7 separate regions of the Mus musculus genome follow, and regions 2, 3, 4, 5, 6 and 7 are each linked to region 1. The links are chromatin contacts, called in public Hi-C, HiChIP or PLAC-seq and promoter capture Hi-C maps. All regions are on one chromosome and are shown on one strand. Each heading gives the region's core, a stretch centred on a gene start, on an enhancer-like site or on the middle of the called end of the contact. The rest is flanking DNA. Distances are from core to core; before and after follow the strand shown.

The links. Promoter capture Hi-C pulls out the DNA fragments that hold promoters and counts their contacts. A called contact is a pair of places that touch in the nucleus more often than the background predicts. HiChIP or PLAC-seq counts read pairs in DNA pulled down with a chosen protein or histone mark.
Region 2: a contact with region 1 is called in a promoter capture Hi-C map of hippocampal neurons, with 16 times the contacts expected there. The contact joins the enhancer-like site here to the promoter of Arpp21 in region 1. A contact is called at or near these places in 6 of 39 promoter capture datasets (the 3T3-L1 cell line, embryonic stem cells, frontonasal cranial neural crest and 3 more), 4 of 484 Hi-C or Micro-C datasets (cerebral cortex, cortical neurons, frontal cortex and 1 more), 5 of 115 datasets of contacts at active chromatin or transcription factors (embryonic basal ganglia, embryonic forebrain, embryonic midbrain and 2 more) and 2 of 9 other capture datasets (liver and pancreatic islet).
Region 3: an H3K4me3 HiChIP or PLAC-seq map of forebrain shows a contact between it and region 1, with 7 times the contacts expected there. The contact joins the enhancer-like site here to the promoter of Arpp21 in region 1. A contact is called at or near these places in 7 of 39 promoter capture datasets (the 3T3-L1 cell line, the C10 cell line, embryonic stem cells and 3 more), 2 of 484 Hi-C or Micro-C datasets (cerebral cortex and cortical neurons), 4 of 115 datasets of contacts at active chromatin or transcription factors (embryonic forebrain, embryonic hindbrain, forebrain and 1 more) and 2 of 9 other capture datasets (adipose tissue and liver).
Region 4: a contact with region 1 is called in a Hi-C map of cerebral cortex, with 2.8 times the contacts expected there. The contact joins the enhancer-like site here to the promoter of Arpp21 in region 1. A contact is called at or near these places in 6 of 39 promoter capture datasets (embryonic stem cells, hippocampal neurons, liver and 1 more), 1 of 484 Hi-C or Micro-C datasets (cerebral cortex), 5 of 115 datasets of contacts at active chromatin or transcription factors (SST interneurons, embryonic basal ganglia, embryonic forebrain and 2 more) and 2 of 9 other capture datasets (adipose tissue and liver).
Region 5: a contact with region 1 is called in a promoter capture Hi-C map of hippocampal neurons, with 12 times the contacts expected there. The contact joins the enhancer-like site here to the promoter of Arpp21 in region 1. A contact is called at or near these places in 8 of 39 promoter capture datasets (3T3-L1-derived adipocytes, the C10 cell line, cranial neural crest and 5 more), 2 of 484 Hi-C or Micro-C datasets (cortical neurons and forebrain), 3 of 115 datasets of contacts at active chromatin or transcription factors (embryonic forebrain, forebrain and neural progenitor cells) and 1 of 9 other capture datasets (liver).
Region 6: a Hi-C map of cerebellar granule neurons shows a contact between it and region 1, with 4 times the contacts expected there. The contact joins the enhancer-like site here to the promoter of Arpp21 in region 1. A contact is called at or near these places in 7 of 39 promoter capture datasets (3T3-L1-derived adipocytes, cranial neural crest, embryonic stem cells and 4 more), 9 of 484 Hi-C or Micro-C datasets (cerebellar granule neurons, cerebellum, cerebral cortex and 2 more), 4 of 115 datasets of contacts at active chromatin or transcription factors (VIP interneurons, embryonic forebrain, embryonic hindbrain and 1 more) and 1 of 9 other capture datasets (adipose tissue).
Region 7: a contact with region 1 is called in a promoter capture Hi-C map of hippocampal neurons, with 11 times the contacts expected there. The contact joins the enhancer-like site here to the promoter of Arpp21 in region 1. A contact is called at or near these places in 7 of 39 promoter capture datasets (HPC-7-derived erythroid cells, cranial neural crest, embryonic stem cells and 3 more), 5 of 115 datasets of contacts at active chromatin or transcription factors (T-cell acute lymphoblastic leukemia, embryonic forebrain, embryonic hindbrain and 2 more) and 3 of 9 other capture datasets (adipose tissue, liver and pancreatic islet).

The regions. Positions count from the first base shown.
Region 1 is chr9:112,231,899-112,234,979 of GRCm38.p6, reverse strand. It overlaps Arpp21 (cyclic AMP-regulated phosphoprotein, 21), which reads left to right and starts at 1,668. Exons shown (of 21, transcript NM_001362020.1): 1 at 1,668-1,888. It also overlaps a transcript of 2900079G21Rik not described here.
Region 2 is chr9:113,156,179-113,159,259 of GRCm38.p6, reverse strand. No RefSeq gene overlaps it. Among named protein-coding and RNA genes, the nearest start is that of Gm46133, 16 kb to the right of the region's middle. Within about 2 kb of position 1,604, at least 23 of the 459 cell types and tissues checked have an H3K27ac peak or open chromatin away from gene starts, as enhancers often do. A contact at or near this core is called in cerebral cortex, cortical neurons, forebrain and 1 more, where this site is marked.
Region 3 is chr9:113,079,761-113,082,841 of GRCm38.p6, reverse strand. The region is part of intron 5 of Gm36251 (a long non-coding RNA gene); the gene reads left to right. Among named protein-coding and RNA genes, the nearest start is that of Gm36251, 42 kb to the left of the region's middle. Within about 2 kb of position 1,516, at least 4 of the 459 cell types and tissues checked have an H3K27ac peak or open chromatin away from gene starts, as enhancers often do. A contact at or near this core is called in cortical neurons and forebrain, where this site is marked.
Region 4 is chr9:112,904,581-112,907,661 of GRCm38.p6, reverse strand. No RefSeq gene overlaps it. Among named protein-coding and RNA genes, the nearest start is that of Gm36251, 220 kb to the left of the region's middle. Within about 2 kb of position 1,556, at least 4 of the 459 cell types and tissues checked have an H3K27ac peak or open chromatin away from gene starts, as enhancers often do. A contact at or near this core is called in cerebral cortex, where this site is marked.
Region 5 is chr9:112,863,501-112,866,581 of GRCm38.p6, reverse strand. No RefSeq gene overlaps it. Among named protein-coding and RNA genes, the nearest start is that of Gm36251, 260 kb to the left of the region's middle. Within about 2 kb of position 1,456, at least 9 of the 459 cell types and tissues checked have an H3K27ac peak or open chromatin away from gene starts, as enhancers often do. A contact at or near this core is called in cortical neurons and hippocampal neurons, where this site is marked.
Region 6 is chr9:112,825,362-112,828,442 of GRCm38.p6, reverse strand. No RefSeq gene overlaps it. Among named protein-coding and RNA genes, the nearest start is that of Gm36251, 300 kb to the left of the region's middle. Within about 2 kb of position 1,677, at least 7 of the 459 cell types and tissues checked have an H3K27ac peak or open chromatin away from gene starts, as enhancers often do. A contact at or near this core is called in cerebellar granule neurons and cerebellum, where this site is marked.
Region 7 is chr9:112,802,919-112,805,999 of GRCm38.p6, reverse strand. No RefSeq gene overlaps it. Among named protein-coding and RNA genes, the nearest start is that of Gm24957, 280 kb to the right of the region's middle. Within about 2 kb of position 1,584, at least 5 of the 459 cell types and tissues checked have an H3K27ac peak or open chromatin away from gene starts, as enhancers often do. A contact at or near this core is called in hippocampal neurons, where this site is marked.

The sequences.
Region 1 (3,081 bases), core at 419-2,918:
GAGAGAGAAGAGGGAGCACTCAGCGGGCAGGGAGACGGAGAGGGAGGGACAGGGACAGCCAGCCCCGTGCACTCGCTCCCTGCAGTCACCTCCTCCCACCCGACCTGGGGAAGTGGCCGGAGCGCAAAGTAGCAAAGTAGCAGAGACGCTGCGGGCTCCAACGACAGTCACCTGGTTCCCGCATTGCTGGTGGGACCACAGGTCGCAGAGGGGCGGACAGATCAGCGCAAGGACTGGCTGCAGGAGAAGGTGGCTACTCCCAAGAGAGAGGAGCAGAGCAAAGCCTGGACACCACCCCCAACCCCTTTCCTGAAGCAGACAGACTGACAGACAGGCAAATAGACAGACAGGAGCTCAGCAGCCTGTGGTGACATACAGACTCTCTAGCAGCGAAGACCTCCAAGCGTCCGGAGCGGTGACAGTCCAACAGCCGCAGCCACGCGTTCCCCACCAGCGCTGTGCCTGGGCAGCGCGAGGACCCCTGCCTCCAAGCCAAGGGCTCCTTTTGCTAGCAGTTAAAATAAATCGACCAAACAACAAAGGCAAGCCACAAACCAAACTGACCCAACCAAAGCATTCACTGAGAAACAATAATTACTCACAAAAGCCCCAAACGAAATCCAGTCAGTCAAGGCACCCGGGACGCTGGGTCACTCCACTGTTCCTTCAGGTAAAGAGCCAAGTCTTCCGACATGAGCATCACAAGCCCTTTGTGTCTGGCTGTTGGGGCTTTCTGCTTCTGCTGCCCCCTCCCCCTTTTTTTTTCTTTCTACCATCTATCTGTGCTTTCCCTTTGACCTGTTTGTCGTTTCTGTGTTGTTTATCTTGTTTCTATGTCTCGGCGGAAGGCATGGGTGGACTCTCTTTCCCTCAAAGCAGGCAGAAATTGAAATCTGGGAAGGGAATTGAAAGGGACGATGCTTTCTGTAACAGAAGTTTCCAGTAATTTTATATGGGTTTTATGGTGCCAAGTTTGGACATTCTCTTGTTTCAGTTGAAAACTTGTCACTTTCCTCAGTTACCACAGAGGTCCTGGGTCCCAAGAGGTCGGAGAAGGGAGGGAGAGGAGGATAATTTTTTGCTTTATTTTTTTTAAATCTTGAAGTCATTTCCATGACAGCCTCTGGTGTAACGTTATCTGTCTCGGGTGATAAATGTGATAGTAGGATTGGATCTGTATCAGGCAAGTGTTTTAAAAAGTTTCTTCGGAAGAGAAATTACATGGCTTAGCATGGATGTCACGGATGTATTAAATTCAAAGCTTGATCACCTTTTACAGACACAGACTAAGACTGGAGCCTAAGTCTTAAGAAAAAAAAAAAGCAATGAGGAAGGTAATGTCATGGCGGGATGGGAGGTGTACGGTGAGGTTGCTAGAAATGGTCCCCCTAAGAACGTGTTGCAGATGGAGACCATCATTTCGCTCTCTGCCTTCTCAAAGGATGCAGCTTCTGCAAGCTAGAATGACAGTCTCTAGAATGGAAATGAATCTGTATTTTTTTTTCAAATTTTGCTCCAATGCAGAATAAATCTAAACTGTGCCCACCCTTTCCTCATCTGCCTTGGAACCCAACTCTGCAGTTTACTGCTTTAAGTAAGCAGCAAAGTAGACAGGGCAGGCAGGGAGGCACTTCTTGTTTCCTTTTTTTTTTTTTTTTTGTAATTCTGTGAAAATCAGAGAGCCTTTGATATGCTCTTCAGCCTAAGTAGACCCTCTCTTTCAGGATTATGTTACTATAGGGCTTGATGTCTGAGTGGCATTTTAGCTAATGTCATTTTCATGAAAGACAGTCATTTGGAAGGCACTAGGGCTAGTTATGCTTCCTTCAAATAGCAGAGTGATCTTAACATGAGAGACCCTGTCTTCGGGGTTATGTAGCCCTTCAAGGTATGTACCTGCTTATGTCTGATTCTCAGTGTCCTTTGTCCTCATCTTCCTTTGCTTTCTAATCGCTTTGACTGGCAGGCTATTTTTATATTTCTAGAGAATACATTTAGATGTCTTTTTAAAGTGATACATGTTTCCATTCTCAAAGATTGGGAAAAGATCATCTCTTGCTATGCTCGTCTGTGCTAATATGATTTGGTTTCTGTGTAAATTTAAAGGCATTGCTTTAGACCATTGTATTATACATGTCTTAGTTTCTCCTTTCCGGGTATGATTTATGTCGTCCGAATGACAAAGTAACTATTCCTCTCGGTGAGTGCTTATTTAACAGTACTTTGGATGAGGCATATTTAAAGAAACTTAAACAGCTCCTCCGGGGAATACCATTAGGTTTCTTGGTGACTTAATTTCATTCACTATATGGTGATTTCTTTTTGCTGGTAATTCAGTTCAGACCCAGACAAGTGTGTGTGTGTGTGTGTGTGTGTGTGTGTGTGTGTGTGTGTGTGTGTTTTATTAGATTTGCACATTGCCAATCTCTCAGTGACTGCTTGTCATAGATCTCAGTTGAGTGTGGTTACTTGAGAACTGTAGCAATCACCCTGTTAGAGCGTGCTGCACTGAGGAGTTCCTTGCAGTCTGTTTTTTAACGCTGTTTAATGAAGGAGTGGGCATCTCACTCTGCAATGAAAGGAGCCCGAGAACAGACAGAGCCCTGTGCTGCTGTGGAGACTGCAGAGCAGAAGGGAGTGGGAAGGTAAAGCGGGCTGCAGAGGTGGTCTTTTGAATCGGGTCCTTATAGCTTATCGATGGAAATCAATCGGTTTGGATGAGAGAATTCTCTCTGAATAGCTGGTTAGATGCTCCTTCAGCGTCTTTGCTGGTTCTTAGAAAGAAGACTCAATAATTTGAGTTTCTGAAAACTTAGAGGAGATGCTAACTGGGGACTTCCTGTGTGTCTACTATTTTTAATATAGGCTGTGAGAATGTTGGGTAATGAATGCAGATTTAATTTCAAATTCCTGAATCATTGTTCTGCTGTGGCAGATGGGTTGGACCTTATGAAACATTCTGAGATTCAAAAAAACTACCACCAGCTTCAGATATGGTGATAATCTGAATTTCTGCTGTGGGAATTTTGGGTTGATTTTTCTGTCATAAACTTGAAACTTTGCACCAGAGCTGTGACAACT
Region 2 (3,081 bases), core at 355-2,854, 920 kb before region 1:
ACAACACATTCACACACATACACAACATACACATACACACATGCATATACATACATACATACACACATATATACATACACACATACACAACATACACATATACACACATACATACACATGCATACATACATACACACACATATATACATACATACACACATATACATATATACACACCTATACACACATACACACACAACACATACATACACACACATATACACCTCACACAACACATGCATTCACATACATACATACCCATGCACACATATACATACACACACATACATACACACATAATACATACACACATAATACATACACACATACACACATAATATATACACACATACACACATAATACATACACACATATAATACATACACACACACACACACACACACACACTATACCTGGAGAAGGGGTGGGTGGGACATCCCACAGCATGGATCATTAGAGTATGTTAGGAGCTATTGTATTTGCTTCATGCTTTTAAATTTCATTTAAATTCCATGTACATTTGCTGAACACCTAGCAAATGCTAGTTCCCACGCTAAGCCTAGGGGCGATTATAAAGATGAAGATGTTGCCTGGCCTTCGTTCCTGTGAAGGGGCCTATCGTACAAAGGCTGAGTTGTAGAATTAGGGCTAATCAGTCACATAGCCCTGGGAGCATAGAAAGACAATTGGTTAATTCTGCCTGCAGGGTATGTATGCTGAGAGATGAACACATTGCATGGCCAAGGAAAGACACTGGATTTTGAGTTTGTCAGTTCCGTTTTTTTTTGGTTAGTGATGGATGTGGGAGGGACCAGGCCATTGTAGGCAGTGCCACCCTGGGCAGGTAGGTGGTCCTGGGTTCTATAAGGAACAAGTTAAGCAAGCAATGGGGTGCGAGTAAGCAGCACCCCTGGGTGGCCTCTGCTTCAGCTCCTGCGTTACGATTCCTTCTTCAGTCCCTTCGCCTTGACTTCCTTTCACGATGGGGTATGAAGCAGAAGTGTGAGCCAAGCAAACGGTTGCCTCCCCAAGTTGCTTTTGAGAAGTATTTTTATCACAGTGATGGAGAAGCAAATTAGAATACCTCTGTAGGCAGTAGTAGAAAAAAAGGCAATATCTCCTAACATTTCCTTACAATAGAGTTTTATTTCTGTGTTAGCACACATAGACACCCTTCCCCACTCTCTCCTCCCCCCCCCCCCCCCCCAGACACAGCTAAAGTCATACAACTTCAGCGTCCTGTTTTTTTCTGGTGGTCTGTATTATCACACGGCAAACATTCAGACTACACAGGTCCTGATGAGATCTCCTGGTAAGGGCTGCTGAGTTAAACTGCTTCCATATGGCAGGCGCCGTGGAACAGGCCCAGGCTGGGTTTGTGCAGAGGAGGGGTGTAGTTTCTCCCCATTAGAATGATTTATAAAACCTGTCACTCTCATGTCTGCAGGTTCATTTTAAAGGGATTTGGTAGGATTCTGTTTGTTATCGTGGAAGGAAGAGAATAATATTGCCCCAGTTTTCACTTCGGAGAGTAACAGAAAGTGACAGCCCAGAGGCACGCTGGAACGGTGACAGCAGGAGGGTCTACTGGGAAACAAGAAAGAGGGAGAGTGGCTCCCACTGAACACCTGCGTGGTCCGGAGCACAGTTCGGAGCGTGTCTTACCTACGGTTCCACTCATCCCGCAAGATAAAATGAAACCATAGCACAAAAGTGCGCTGGCAAGCACTTTTCCGATGTTCGGCCTAATTACTGTTTTCTTTTTGTCCCAGGGATAAATTCATTAGAGACCATTTCTCAATTTCTGCGACCAGATGCTGATTTGGATTCACACAGTGGGTCTGTTTTCTTTTACCTGTATATTTGAAGTGGGAAGGAGGGAGGCAAGAAGCAGGTGGCCGGAATCATGGGAAGAGAACAAACGAGAGTGTGTGCCTGAAGGGATTAGAATTTTGTTATCAGTTCCTGCTTTGGATTGCAACTCCTGGTCTGCTGCACACTGGTCCCATCCAGGCACCACGGGAAGAGGGTCCCCATTTTCTTTCTACCTCCCACACCTTCCCTGGTGATAAAGAACTAAGGATGTGGGGCTGGCTTGCCACTCTGGAAAAGGAAAATGATTTAAATGTCCTTTTAATTCCTTACCAACCTTCACCCTTATTTTTAAAAGCATGCATTGATTGTACATAATAATGAGTTTCGTTGTAATATTTAACTTTTTAAAGGACATTTTTTTTTTCATTTTTAGCATTTTAATTTACGTGTATGGGTATTGGTATAGGTTTGTATATATCTGAGTGCAGTGCCTGCAGAGGCCAGAAGAGGGCATCAGATTCCCCTGGAGCTGGAGTGACAGGTGGTCGTGAGCCATCTTAGGGGATGCAGAGGAACAAACTCTGGTCCTCTGCAAATGGGTCACACACTCTGGACTACTGAGTCTCCTCCCCAGCTCTTCAATATGAAATTTTTATGCACACATGTAATATGTTTTGACCTCCCTCATGGTCTTTTTTATTTTTTTTTTTTTTTACCTGCTTCACATTTATGCTGACATCATCCTACCTAGCTGGTCCCCTTCTACTTTAACATTGTCCCCCCACCCCCAATAATAACACATGAGTGTATGAGTGGTGTGTGTGTGTGTGTGTGTGTGTGTGTGTGCATGTGTGTGTGTGTACATTCCAATGAGTTTCATAAGGATTGGATATAGGGGCATGGATGAAGGGTTACTTATAGAGGCATGGACAATTTATCAATAACTACACCACCAAAGAAAATCTCTCTCCATGCCCTCATTACAGTAGCTTCTTGCACATCCTCAGGGAGAGGTGGGCCCTCCTGGGCCTTTCCTTCCTTCCTGACAGAATGTTGACAGGGCCACCTGTGCAAGTTTTCTGTCAGCTCTGTTTTACCCTGATCTAGATTCTTAGGGCATTTAAAAGCTGCAGCTCTTTAATTTTGGACACGTTGAGACCAATTATTGTATCCAATTCCGTTAGCTATTCTGGCCCTATCAGCCCTCTGTGGACCTCAGCATCTGTGTATGGAAAGATCAGCTGTTTCAGAGATGGTCAGTATAA
Region 3 (3,081 bases), core at 267-2,766, 850 kb before region 1:
CTTTCCATTATTTGGGTATCTGCCCTGGTTTTCCCTATTTGTACAATCTAAAAAGACCAATATCATAGAAGCATAGAGGAGAAAAGTGGATACCAGAGCTTAGGGGCTCATTAAGAGAGATGAAGAATGAGAAGATTCTGACCAAACATACAAAGTCTTAGAACACATGATTTAGTGACCTATTGTGCTATGGGTCATAGCTATTGTAGATTGCAAAATTGCTGAGATATTTTTAATGATCTAATCACAAGACTGATAAATTGATGAGGTGATGGATGCTAATTAGCTTCACTGCATCTTATACAATGTTCACTTCAGTCAATGTGTCATATCATACTCCCTTTCTCTCTTTCCCCCTCTCTCATATCTATCTATATATCTATCTATCTATCTATCTATCTATCTATCTATCTATCTATCTATCTATCTATCTATCTATGGCAATTAAAAATAAACAAATTAGTTTAAAACTTCATTTCATTACTTTTGGCTATAATTTAAAATCTGAACCATACTAAAATCATTCTGTTTATTTTTAAAAGTTTATTTTTACATTTACTATATATTGTACATGTGTGTATATATATATGCATGTATGTATTTATGTACATGTGTATACATATACTACAGTTTTCATGTAAAGGTCAGGGGACAACTTTTGGGAGTCAGTTAGTTCTTTTACCATTTAGATTCTGGGGACAGAACTCAGTCCTCCAGGCTCTGCTTCAGGCACTTTCACTGCTGAGCCATCTTGATGGCCCTGTAAGCACATTTTGCAACAGCTTGTCTAGCATGCCCCTTTCCAGTTCTGCTAGGTCTTGCCTGGCTGTAGGCTGTTTGCTGAGCAGGCCCTGAGTCTTGCTCTGGTGGGCTCTTGAGCGTGCTTTTCCATGACTTAGAGAGCCTTTCATGTTCCAAAGCTCATGAACTCTGAGTCATCTTTCCACCACCCTCCTCTTTTCCATCACCCCTACCCGGCTTCTATCAATTTCATTCCCACCTCAGGATACATTACATGCTTGTTATATTCATTCTGGGCAAGCTGGGCACACTAAAAATACATCTAACGTCGGAAGTGTGTGATGGATGAATGCATCAGAATGTATAATTCTTCTGGAAGAACCGCCTGGAGTCTGAAATATAAGTATCACATAAACAAAGGACATGAGGTTTAAGAGCTCTGAGTTAAATAAGGCTTCGGTGGACCCAAGTTCAAACTCAATTTTTTATTCATGAAAAAGTCACATTTCTTGTTGCTTTAAAGAACTGTTGTTCATGTACCGTGCCTCACGGATGTTACTTATAAAGTCTGACTCAGAGAATTTAGGAAAGGTTCTCTTCTGTTTTGATCAATGTGTCATATATGGGAAAAAAATCACACTTCAGGACAACGATGTAAGAGTTTCTAGCCGTTTCTTTTCAGGATTCTAAAAATAGTTTGTGTATGAGGGGAGTCATGGGTTGGGGCAGACACTATGTGTGTGCATGAGGGGAGGCAGGGGTGGGTGGGGCAGACACTATGTATATGCATAAGCCATGTCATAGGTGGTGGGGTCATCCCTGTGGAACAGAATCTGTGCCTGTCAACCTGGGTTATAGTCTTCAAATGGCTCTGGAGATGTCAATTTCTTAAAACAAAGGAAACTGGACACATGCACCCAGCATTAGCTGAGCCAAGCTGGCTGATCACCAAAGAAACAGGGAATCTTAGGAGTAAGCAGGCCGAGGGAGGCAGATCACACTCCTAATTACCTCCACAGCACCCTCATTTTCATATGCATGGCAATAGCTTGCTCTAAATGTTTGTGCCTAGGTTTAAACACTCAGGAAAATTCTAATTAAGGAAGAGCTGGTAGTAGAGGGTTGTACATTTAAAACAAACATAGGTTTCCTTGACATTCAGGAGTGATGCTGGCCACACATCAGTATGTATCACGCAGTCAGCTATTCTCTAGTAACAAACCTTATATTTAAATAAGTGGGGCAAAGGAATATGGTGCAGCCTCCTCCGTGTAGAAGGCCGTGTGAAGTGAGGTCAGGTCTGTTCTGTAGTGGTCATCTCATTCTCTCTCCTGGGTGGATCTTTGTCTCATTTCAGAGTATAGGTAGTTCCCCTTCATAGTTATATTGGTTCTTGTGTATGTGTATTTTATTGTTGGGGACAAGGGACTCATGCAAATGGGATCATTGCCTAGTGTCTCCTTTGAGTAGGTCATTATTCATGTAACTCATTTTTTTTTTTTGCATGTTGATTTTATGCCCTACAATTCTATTGAACTCATATTTCAGTTCCAAACATTTACTTTGAAAGGAGTCATTAGGGGGCTGGGGAGTCAGGAATGCACTTGCCTTGCCTGAATTCCATCCCCCAAACCCATAGCAATAAAAGTTCATAATCCCAAGCTTCAGAAGGCAGAGATGGGCAGATCTCAGTGGCTCGCTGACCAGGCAGCTTTGTTTACTTGTTAAGCTCAGGTCAGTGAGACTTCATCTGAAAAACAAAACAGAAACAAACACCAAAACAAACAAAAAATACAACTAACTGGCAACACACACACACACACACACACACACGGTTGGTGGTAAACACACACACACACACACATAAACACTCACACACACACACACACACACACACACACACCTCTAAGTGCAGAAGGGTCATTAGGGATTTAAACTACTATTAGGATAGCTTGGTGTTTTCTTTTCTTGTGTGATTGTTTCTGTCAGTACATTCATATTGCATAGACATGTGGTGGCAATAGGTACCCTCACCATCTCTCATTATTTGGTTTTATATACTAGACTAATCTTGAATGTCATAGATAAACTCTGTTTGGTTAGTATGTGTAAACTTTTGGATGTATTACTGAACTAATAATTCCCAGTATTGGTCAAGCCCAACAGAATCCCAGCACAGAGAGAAGAGGTAGTCTTGAAGTCTTCCTCTTAGCTGAGGAGCTATTGAGAGTTGATAGCTTCTCTTCCAGGAGAGGAAGAGTCAGTTTTCTTTAAGGATGTGGCCCCTGATAGGTAGAGGGGGCTCTGGAGGATGGGCATACAGCCAAGAGTGTGTACGGC
Region 4 (3,081 bases), core at 307-2,806, 670 kb before region 1:
TCCTTAAGAAAGGAAACTTTCTTAATGTATGTGATTTGCTCTAGTACACACACATGAATGCAACATGCCCATACATGTGTGTGTATATACACATCTACATGTACACACATAGATATACATGCCCACACACATTAACAGATGTATATACACTTGCACACACCTGCATATATACATGTACACACACACACACACACACACACACACACACACACACACACACACACTATTGATACCAGGATATTGTCATCAGTAACAAGAGCTTTGAAATAAACCCAGCCTTTTTATTGACTAGCTCAAGGCTCCTTTACTGTCATGGTTTCTCAACACTGCCATTTCTTCACTGGAGGAAGACCTTAAGTGCCTCTCCCTGCTTCAGGACATACAAGAAAAAATGAAAGTTAAGGTATCTAGGGTGAATAATAACATTTTCACTTAAAGGTCTTCTAAATACACACATCCAAGCAGCCTACAGAACATACGAGGAACATGTTTGGTCATAGTTCAAATGACCCCTTTCTCCCTTAGGGTCAGGTACTTTAACACTCAGTTCCCAGTTGGTGAAAGTGTTTTGAGAGGTTATGGAACCTTTAGAAATCGGAGCCTTGCTGGAGGAATGATGTCACTGGCGGTGTTACAGGGCTTTGCAGGCTCATGGACTCACCCCACGTGCAGTTTGCTCTGTTTTCCAGGAGTGTGGCTGAAATGTAATCAGCAAGCTTTGGGCTCTGGCTTCCTGCCGCCATGGTTTCTCTCCAATGTGGAACCTCCCTCTGGAGCCCTAAGACATAGGATTCCTAAGACAAAGAAAAGGTCTTTTTCTTTGATGTCTTTACACAGAACATGTTTTGGGGGTTGGACAGATGGCTCAGGCAGTAAATCGCTTCAGCAATAGTGAGGCCTGAGCTGGACCTTCAGGACCTGTGCATCTCCTGTGGAAATGCAACCCTTGAAGCGAGCTGGTTAGTTAGATCTCTGAGTGCAGGAAGAGGCCCTGTTGCAGTACATAGTGTGAACTGCATTAGGGAAGACAGCAACCTCAGGCTTCCATGGGTGTATGCACACATGTGCATACAAACATACATGAGTGAGTACCCCCCTAGAACATGCATGCACATATGCATGCACACCATAGGCACTCCCACATGCACAATCAAAACAAAACCACACATTTTGCTAAAGTTGGAGATGGGTATATTTTATGCTCATTTTTCATCTCCCAAATCCTTTATCCTTTTTTCACTCCTGTCACCTGGCCTCTACGATTCTCTGGTCCCCAACTTCCACTCTGTCATTGCAGAGCAGCATCACAGAAGTATCTCATTTTTTTTTAAAGAGCAGAATTGGGGCTTGACATAGAGGAAGGGATCCGGAGACTGCAGAGAGAATTTAATTAGGTAGATGGGATTTGGGAGGCAGGAGCTTTTCTAGGACACCTGGCTCACCCTTCTGTGTAATGGGAGTTGTCACTAGCCTCTTGCTGGCAGCTGAGGCATCAGGATGTGGGTGTCACTTCTCATCTGAATTAAACGCTGCCAGCAGTGTGACATCTCAGGCAAACGGAAGCTGCCGGGTGCTCAGCTGAAGGGCTTTTAGCTGAGGTTCTTTCCAACCCAGTCAGAGGGGCTCTGACTTGGCGGAGAAATGTCGGGCTAGGAGAATGAAGAGTATTCCTAAGCTCCAAGTCATTAGACAGTCTGCTGAGCAGAAGGGGCTTCGCCTTTGGCCACACTAAGGCAGACAGGTAGAGAGGAAAGGAAGATGAACCTTGCATCTTCACCTTGCTGTGGGTAAATTGGTTCCTTAAGTCTTAGTCTCACCCATGTCTAGGCAAAGGCTATATAACCTCATCAGTACACTCAGAAATGCATATTGGATGCCTACTGAATGGGCATTGTTACAGGGACGAGAGCAAGCTGCTTACCATTAAGCAAAGTCTCTGTCCTCATGACACTTGCTTATCAAGGGAAAAAACCAACTACAATGGCCTGATATGTGGTCTTAATGCCATGAAATGGTCAGAGGACAACGGTGGAAACAGTAGAATTAACTGTAAGGTAATGAAGATTACTGTGTTCCTGACACAGCATAATGGACGATGGCCTCGCTGAACTCTGCACAGCAATAAGAACTAATGATTTGACTCTTGCTTTCATTGAAACCTAGGCAGCTGCTCAAGTCACATTAGCTAGTTAGGTACACCACAACCTGTGGAATTCTGGTAATGAGCCTCTGGTTCAGCGCTGGCACCAAAATAATGATGTTGCTATTGATAAAACTGTATATATCACAGCACTGCTGACCCCCTGTGAAGGCTACTCAAAGTGAATATTCTATGTATTTAACCTGTAATACAGATACAGGCAGAAACAAGATACAGGCGGGGAGATACCTGAGGCTATCTTCTGCTTTCCTCTAGCTTCCTGTCTAGATCATGGAGTTCTGTCACAGGCAAACTGTGGGTTCTGCTGTTGCTTTAGTTATTATCTTAAAGAGCTTATTTTAGTTATTTTAAATTTAAGTTTGAGTTTTTTCATTGTATGGACAGAGACAAATGGAAGCAAGGAATAATGAGGTTTCCTGTGGTTAGGAATGACATTTGGGCTTGGGCAAAGTCTGGAGAGGGAGAAATACGAAGGGGCTGTTGGGAACAGAAAGAGGGTAAAACAGATTGGGTGCCTTGTTTGCAGAAATTAATGAAGCTTTCACAAACCAAACCAAACCAAAACCAAACCAAACCAAACCAAAACAAAACAAAACAAAAAAACAAACAACAACAACAAAAAAAAACCCAAAAACCAAAAAAAAAAAAAAACCAAAAAAACCCAACAACAACAACAACAACAAAAAAAAAACCCCACAAGAGTTGGAAGCAACCCAAGTGTCCATCAACAGGATAATGGCCAAATAAGTGATAGAATGTTCTCCAAATGGGGTGATAGACAGTGATCAAGAGGAGGGTCTACTGACACACAAGGCAACATGGATGTAACCCAATGTGCTGTGTAGAGTGAAAGGATGCATAGACAGAAAAGTGCATGCTGCCTGATGCCATGTGCATGCAACTCAAAACCCAGACCTTGG
Region 5 (3,081 bases), core at 207-2,706, 630 kb before region 1:
TGCAAAATGTCATAGTTTCTTAACACAAAAAGCACATTCACCCTATTGTCTCAACAGCCTCCAACTCTTTTCCAGATTCTATCAATATAATAATTAACTCTGGGAGCCCAAAGTATTGTCTTAAAATTTAATTGAGATGTAGCTGCACCCAGGAAATTTGGCATTCTTGGGCAAAATTGCTCTCATGTCAATGTGAGAAATTCAGAAAACAAGATACCCGATTCAAGTTCAGATGAACAACTATGGGATATACATTGCACTCTAAGGGGAAACATCAGAGGAGCAAAGGCCTTTTTGGTCTAAGAGAGCTTGCAACTCAGTGATGACAAAGGCTGCCAGCATTTGTAGGATGCTTTCTCCCTGAGATTTGTCTTCAGTGACTACTCCCCTTTGCCCTGGGTCAGTGATGTTATGGTCTGAGCCCTTTGCAGTGTTTTAGAGGTGGATGTCAGGATAAACCTCAGCCTGCTTCTAGAACTTGCTGCCTAACGAGGCTGCAGACCTTCCGTGTCATCCAGTACCATTTGTTCTTTGTTCAGCATCTCTTCTTCAGAGCATCCCTCTCTTTCCACGTTGTTCTGTGAGCAGAAAGGCGGTACCCAGCAGCTTTGCACACTCATTTCTTGGAAACCAGTTCAAATAAGTGCATAAGTCCATTACTCACAATTTCAAGTCTCTAAGAAAACGTGCTCAATGTAACTCAGGCATTGTGACATGATAGCATCAGCTACAAGCAGACACCAAAATGTACGTTAGTTTCTCAGAGCTGTTGACATGAACATTGGCAGCTGAGTAGTTAAGACAACAGGCATGCGTTGTCTCTTAGTCCTGGAGACTCAAAGTCTGAAATTAAGATGTCAGTTGGACTCTTTCCTTCCAGAGGGTGGGAGAGTCTGTTCCATGTCCCACTCCATGTTTATAGTGACAGAGGTCTGGCAAATCTCAGCTTGCTTCTCTCCTGTCTATAACCTCATTTCAACTAATTATATCTTTAATTACCCTGTTTCCAAATAAGGTCATATTCTTCAGTAATGGAGTTAGGAAACAATGTAATTGCAGTTGTTGTTGTTGTTATTTATTTTTTGCAGGGTGGGGGGTACACGATAATGTCTCTTCAGAGAAAAGAATACATGTGTTCCTTGGCACCTTCTGTTCTCCAGCTATCCATCTGTCTATGGAGAAAGGGGACAGGTGCAGTGACCTTGAATGGCATCTAAAAATGCAGTTTTAAATCTGTTAGCTGCAACAGCAACTTACTTTCTTCTTTTGCAGGATGGTAGAAGTGGATTTACCTGGGCATTTATTTCTTTACTTTCCTGTAACCTCACCAAAACGATAGCAAAGAGAAACAGCAAACTAAAAACAGTTGAGTGTGACAAGTGTGTGGGAGGAGATGAGAGCTGTAAAATTCAGGAAGCTGGAGAGAGGCAGATGGGAAACTGATTGGACAGCCCTGCAAAAGCTGGAGGCTAAGTCAACAATGGAATGCTAGGAGCAGACAGCCTGAAAACATGGGCTTACAGCATATGCATCACACATATTAGGGATGGGGGCTCCAAGAGCCTCTTGCAGGCATGGAGACCTGAGCTGAATCTCCAGAATCCACATCAGTAAGCTTGGCATGGTGGTGCTGGTTCATGATCTAGCACTGGGCATGTGGGGACGTCGGAATCTCCGGGGCTCGCTGAGAAGATATCTTAGCTAAGCTTGATGCCTGGTGGATTCAGTTCAGCAGGTGGAATCCCAAGGACTCACATTGTAGAAGGAGAGAATTAACTATATTGGGTTGTACTCTGCACTGTGCAATGCATTCTCCCCCTCCCTCCCCCTCCCCCTCCCCCCTCTCTCTACACACACACACACACACACACACACACACACACACACACACACACGATCACATTGTAATAGCTAAATCAAAAATTGGAAAGTCTTTTTCTCAACCTGTATCTCTGCTATGTCTTTTTGAGGAAGCTATCAGATCATATCTTCTTATCAAGATGATGTAGTAAGTAAAACTAGAGGAGAACATGGAGTCCAGAAGGCCTAGAGATATATGGGACTCCTCGATGCCCCTCATGTAGTATAGTGTGCTATCATTCTTAGGAACACTTCCCTTGTATTGGCTCATCTCTGGACGTATATCCCATAGCCTTAGCCTTTTGGTCCTGAGTGTATATCTCTGTGATATTCAGACAAATAACCTGAAGGGAGGGCTAGGTAGATCTATACAGTGTTTTGACAGTAGATGTAGGGGCTCATTTCTATGGTACTGATTAAGAAAAATAAGGTTGACTCACATTTAGCAGCAAGATATTAGCTGTTCATTTAGCAGTGTATCAACATTTTGAAAAAGAAAATGGCTATGCACAAACAAACAGCAAGATACAGATGGAGATGGAAAACCAACAGTGTTTATGTAAATGAAGAACATCTGTAGATGACAAGCTATGTGTTGAATACATTGGAACCCAACAGTTTGGTAGGAGAGAGTGATGGAGACAAACTGGTATTGAGATGAGCAAACAGAACCAGAGAAGTACCCAGGCTGGCATACATTCCCTCCATACTCCTTCTGTCCCTGGTAGAGCCTCTGCAAGCTCTGTGTACATAGCATTTGGTTTCACTCAGGAACCAGAGAAGAGACCAAAATATTTGCTTCCTCCTGGTCTCTAAGACACACAGTGGTGATTTCCCAGATGGATGCAGGAATTTCAGGGAATATAAATACTGGTACAGTTGTGAATACCAAGCTTCATCTCATAGAATGATTCAGGTCTCTTGCTTATAAAATGGAAGTGGAAGATGATAACTATAGACATATCTGGAAAAAACTATAATGGGTAATACTAGCTTCCTTGTATTTTTAGACTACCCATAAGAAAGTTTCTCCTTAATGTCCCACTCAAGGTAGAACAGATAGTCCATAGCTACATTAAATGAGTGTCTGTCTACAAAAATATATTTTGAAAATATTTGGAATTTTAGGTGGTGCCATATTTAAAAAGCATGGCTCTCTAGGCTCTAGCTGAAAGATAGGTTGTCAGTTATTATCTCAACTACCTGAAAGGAGCAACTTAA
Region 6 (3,081 bases), core at 428-2,927, 590 kb before region 1:
CTTAGAGTTAACAGCTAAGCATATGGATCTTCTCTGCAGGAGGAAAGGTTTCCCTTCTCTTTATAACAGCCTTTGCCTCAACATTTGACAAATGAGCTTCCCCCTCAGGATGACAGGCTATATCTTCATGGAGCGCACTGTGCAGTGCTTGGAGACATTGTAAGAATATAGATTCAAGTTCAGGTCTTAGGTAACTCTGACCCTGGTGATCCAGAATCCACACTTAAAGAGTTAAGACCCTAAACTCTGTTATGTTAAGGTAGTGATTACCTTGCCAAGCTCTGAAGTTCATGGAAGTGAACCAGGTGACATTGCTGCTATTACTTGTCTCACACTGGGAGAGACAAAAGGGATGCCCTTCTTCTTTTCTTTTCTGTTCAGTACCTCTCAGCATAGTCTCCTCACTATGTTCCAGAACATTCTGAGATGTGTCTTCTTTTCTTTCTGTTCTCACAAGTTTTCATTCATCTTGTGATATTGTGAAATCCTTGAAGGAAAAAAAAATATGTTGCCTGTTCATCTTGGAATAGTCAATAATTAATTGGCGACTTAAATTAAAATAAATTTGATTTTGAGGCATTTACCATCTTTTGACCTATATACTCTATTTCTAGAAGCTTTGGCACTGCATGGGATATCAGTATAAGCCAAATGTTTGATCCCAGTATAAGCTCATGGTTTGATGCCAGCACTGAAGAAACACAGACTTGTACATGTCTGTGAACACAAGGCCATCCTGGCCTACAAGGTGAATTGAAAGCCATACTTGCAGAGAAGGAGGCTGCTAAAATTGTGTCTGCAGTTAAGAAACAGAGAACAATCAGGAAGTCACTGTAAGCACTAAAACCCTAAGCTCCATTCCTGTTGCTCACTTCTTCCAGTAAGCCTTACATTCTCCAGATTTCACACCCTCCCCCACACCTCCACAGCCTGGGCATCATGTGGTTAAAAGCATGAGCCTGTGGAGGACCATTTCACACCTCAGAATCACAGCAGAACTGAATAGCCCATTGCCTTGATAATTATTACGTAAATTGAATAATTGGTTCCTAAGGTTTTCCTTTTCTTTAAACTTAACTTAAGGTGTTTGTATTTTAAAATCACTGAGTATCACAAGTATTGTGTTCAGGAGTTATCCCTTTTTCAGACATTAAGGTCATTGGAAGGTCAGAAAAACATGTTAGCTTCACTTAGGAAATGATGGATAAGAGTCATGAGAGCGGAAACCCGAGAGTCAGTGGACATTTAAGATGTGATTTTTTTTTTTTTAAATCCTTGCTTCTTGGTGCCTTCTTTAGGCCAGAGGCTGCAGCAGCATCTAAGAACTGTTACAGATGCATATCTCAGGCTTAACCCCTGAGCTTTTCATCTGGAACCTGCATTTTGACAGGATGGTCCTAATGTTAAATTTAAGAAATACTGGATGAAGGGAGAATAGGTGTCAACTAGACCTACAGCTGACTTTGGGCTTCTTTCTTGCATTCGTTAAGGGGTGTCTGGTTTCTGGCAGGATGGAGGCAGATGCTCCTCACAGACAGAACTCCATCACGACCAGATACCTGGACCACAGCAGAGCTCTGTCATCTGGTAACAGCCTTCTTCACAGCAGGAGTGAGGATCTCAAAGAGTCCCAGCTCTGGGTCGAAGGAATGGTATTCTGAATGAGATGGCGAGGCTTCAGCTGTTAACCAGCAGGAGGCTGCTGCTTCTTGACAGCATGAAGGGCATCCTGGGTCCACCTGACTGTCTGTCTGGGAGCCACTTGTCACATAAGAGCAGAAAGGAGAGTCGCTGAGAGTCACTGCCAGGACTTAGTTGGCATTACCTTCTCATCTATAATCATTGGGATCCTCTGAGTGAGGTGTGGGGTTAGAGCTGCCGGTAATCACGTGCCCTGTTATCTCCCCCCCCCCACCCGAGAACGAGGATTGTGAGCCTGAAGTTAACCATAACAGTGGCCTCTGACTTGTGAAAGATAAGGTAGTTGGCAGAATGTGCTATTTGAGTCTTGGGAGTCTAAAGAAGAATCAGTGAGGGAAAAATGGATATTATTTTGTTTTTTTTTTTTAAAGCACTATGATCCTGGTCTTTCTATTTTAAGAATAAAAATGGCAGAACCCAGTCCTAACTGACATCCCTTCATACTCCTTCAGAAATCACTAAAAAGACTTAATATTCTCTTAGTCTCTCAGTGCCTTATTATGTACAGTTTTCATTCATCTTACCATTCATTTGACAAATATTAGTGGAGCAATAGATATTCAGTCACTGATGGCCAAGGAAATCCATATGAATTGGCAGAGTGATTTCCCTTGAGGCTATACTATGTTCAGTAATGGTGATAGACATATCAAGAGACAACACATTGTCGTCAGAGCTCCATACATACTCCCTAATGTGTGCACAGGTGGCTATGCAACCTAATGTGTGCATAGCTAAAACTGATAATAATGTGGCAGTGGCATTGGGACTGCTAACACACATTCACATTTTTTTAACATGTCAGGAACTGTGTCAAGTACCTGCTACTACTCAACTCATTTGGTTTTTATGATCCTCCTATGAAATAATTATTACTATTCAGATTCTCTAGGGTAGAAGCATAACATGACCACGTACTTTATGAACAATCAAGTTCAGTCAAGTACATATACAATCAAGGACAGCGCAGGAAAGCTTCAAACCTAATACAATTGTGTTTGGAGCAGAGCCTAGAGATATAAAACTAAATGCGCTAATTCCATCCGAATGAGTGTTTATGAGAGGAATGCTGGTTCAGGATTGGCACTGGATATAGGAAGAAATGAAGGGTCTGTTTCTTTTATCAAGAACTCAACACCAATAAGGAATAAACAGACATGCATGCTTGTGTGTGTGTGTAAACTTCTAATACAAAATATTAAGGGAGTAAAGTGAAGGAATAATGAACTATATTGAGATGTGATGAAATATATCTATTGAGTTGTGCCAGGACTAAGTTAAATTCTGGTTAATGAATAAGAACAGACCAAAGAACCAAGAGAAATGATATTTCAAGCAGAGGGGGAAAATGATGTAAAGCACAAAGTCATGGTCAAGAAT
Region 7 (3,081 bases), core at 335-2,834, 570 kb before region 1:
TATTGCAAAATTGAGTATGACTTGGCCAGAAACGGGCTTCTACTTCCTTCTGTCTCATGTGCTTCTGTTGGATTCTGTTTTTATTGGTATATAATATTTTATGTGTGCCTGTGCATATTTGTGTGCTCATGTGCATGTACATATGGGTGTGTGCACCTGTGCATGCATGTGTGTGTGTGTGTGTGTGTGTGTGTGTGTGTGTGTGTGTGTGTGTGTGTATGTATGTGTAAGTGTGTAGATCAGGGGTTGATCTGAGTGTCTTCATCAGTCCAGTTCTGTCTTGCTTTCTGAGGCAGTAGCTCTCCCTGACCCTGGATCTCACTGATTCAGCAAGGCTGGGTCATCAGTGGGCTCTGGGATCTACCTTTCTTCCCCTCCCCAGCTCTGGGATTACAGACATACAATGCTGTGCCTGATATTTTAAGTGGTTGCTAGGAATCAAATTCTGGGCCACATGTCCCTCATGATTGTGCAGGAGATACGTTCTATCAGTGGAGCCATTTCTTCAGCTCCCATCTTCCCTTTCTTGATCATGAATCTTTGAAAGTAAGGGTGATTTGTGACTACAACTGTTTTCCCAATCTATGCATTTATCACCCCTTGTGATATCCAAGTTATCTCATGACATTTTGTTCTTGAGGAGGCCACTTTGTGAAGAGCTCAGAGTTTCCCTTTCCTGAAATTTTCCTATAATTTGTTAGTCTCAAAAATGTTTTTATCTCTGAATACATGCGCATACATGAGATGAAGGGGAATGAACATTCACAGCCTTAAAAATGCTATCACTGCTCAGGTTCTCTGGGGATAGAGAGTTACAGAGCCCTTAGAAGGAAACAGATAGCTTTAGAGGTGGCTTCTGAGGGTCACATTCAAGGTCTCCCTCAGGATGAAGGCACAAAGGTGCCCCAGCAGTTGTAATCACTGACTGCTGGCAACTCCAAGATACTCACTATGAACTGTATGCAACTGAAGGAAGCTGACCCAGAGGATTAAATATACTTCTTAGAGACACCCAGAGTTCTGTGAGTGATAATATTCAGAGGCACTGAACCCAATTTTAGACCTTTCTGAGGAGCTGTCCAGGTCTAGAGATGATAGTTCCATCAGAAGTGAATTCATCTTTGTTTAATCCTGCATCCCCCATTCTCTGAGAGGTTTCTTCCTGAAACCCCTGCCAAATGAAACTCCTACATGCAAATTTCCATCCTGGGAGCCTGGCACGGCAGCCATTTTCCTGCTAGATCCAGCTGGCTGAAGTTGTATTCCTGGTGTCCAGTGAACACTGCCACCACTGATTCCCTCCCCAGGCCCCATTCTCTGTGTTCTCTTCTTGGCAGTAAGGGGAATGTCTTGATGTTTACCAGTAGTGGTCTTCTGACTTGACTCTTTCACTGTTGGGAGCTGTTCTCTGCTTGTCTGCCTTGATGATAATGTTACTAGGATACTGGGTGAGGTGGCGTCTGGTATTATCATCCTTTGGCATTTTAAGCCCATCATTCTCAAAATGATCCCAAACACAGCGTGACTCATACAGTCTAACGCAAGCATCATACACTAGTATTAGTCATTAATCTAACTCCAAGCTGTCTAAACTGTCCATTGAATTTCAGAACATATACGTAAACCCACCCCTGACTGATTTCTCAGGGACTGCTCTGTATTTTGTGGGGACAGGAAGCTGATTAACTCACTCTTGGAGTCCACATTTAATACTGGGACTCACCTAGGGAAGTGTGTGGCCTGTGAGAAGTTCTCGAAGTTCTATGGACATTGTATGAGAATGGAGAACTTGAGACCAGAGAAAGAATTCTCACAGTGGGCTATCTGAGGTTTGCATAAAGAGATATGGAACAATAAAAGCCTAGGTTCCAATCAAAACATCATCTTCTAGCTATAAAATTTAGGGAAAATTTTTATTATGAGGGGTAAATGGTCAATGTTAGGTTGAGTGCCAGTTCCACTGCATGATCATATTTTTATTAAATATTATATAACACATTAGAAACAGGGTAAACTTGAAGCCAAAGCTGTGGGTGTGCTTTTGACAAGTCCTCAGACTTCCTCTTTGTTATTGTCATCCTTGAATAGGGTGATGGTAATTGAGTGAGTGTATGATCTCCTAAGACCTTGCTAACTGCCCTTTCTATATATGTGTGAAAATCTAAATATAGCTATTCACATTCTCAGAAGATAATGATAAATCCTAAGAGCCTTAGGATTTGTCCTCATAAACAAAACTGAAAGCCACCAAAACCCAAAGTTGAACATTAAATGTTTGTGATTCACTGCAATTTATCTTGCGATTGTATACACAATAGATTTCACTTTTTATTGAACAAACACATTTCCATCAGATCTCCCCGTGGTATCTTCTAAGAATCATCGTATTTATAATGAATAGAGCTCTTCATATCATTTATTGAATATTTAATAATTCTAGCATGCATCCTAAAACAAATATATATTTTAATTTTTAATGACAATGAGTATATAAAATTCATTTTTACTTTTAGTTTATAAATTCACATCAACTAGGTGCTATAGAAAGACCAGCATTATTATTCTAATAAATGAAATTTTGGTGTCAGAATTGAACTCACATCTTCTGATTAGAAAGTCCCTTATGTTCAAACAACTGTGCTATCACTAGCTCATTCTCTCCACAGCTTTGCAAGGTATTCTCCTTCTCTTCCTCTCTTTCTCTTCTTCCTCCCTCTCTTTCTTCCCTCTCCCCCTCTTCCCACCCTGCTTCTTCTCCTGTAATCGAGTTGAGGTTAAATACAGAATGACGATTACCCATGTTCTCACTGGATTTGTGTAGTGAATGAATCCCGTTCCAGACTGTCAGCAGTGTGAATAAAGATTACATAGAAACCTTACTCTTTCTGTAGAAGTAGCTTGTACTTCCAAGAGGAGAGTTCATGATGCTGGGGCAGGTATGGTAGCAGATGACCACAGCACAAAGCTGAGGGATCCCCTCTTAGACAATAAACACAGTGAGCTAGAAGTGGGCTAAGGCATCTGTCAAAGCACACTTCTATTCTTCCAGTCAGGCTGTATCATCTCCCCAACAGAGCCACC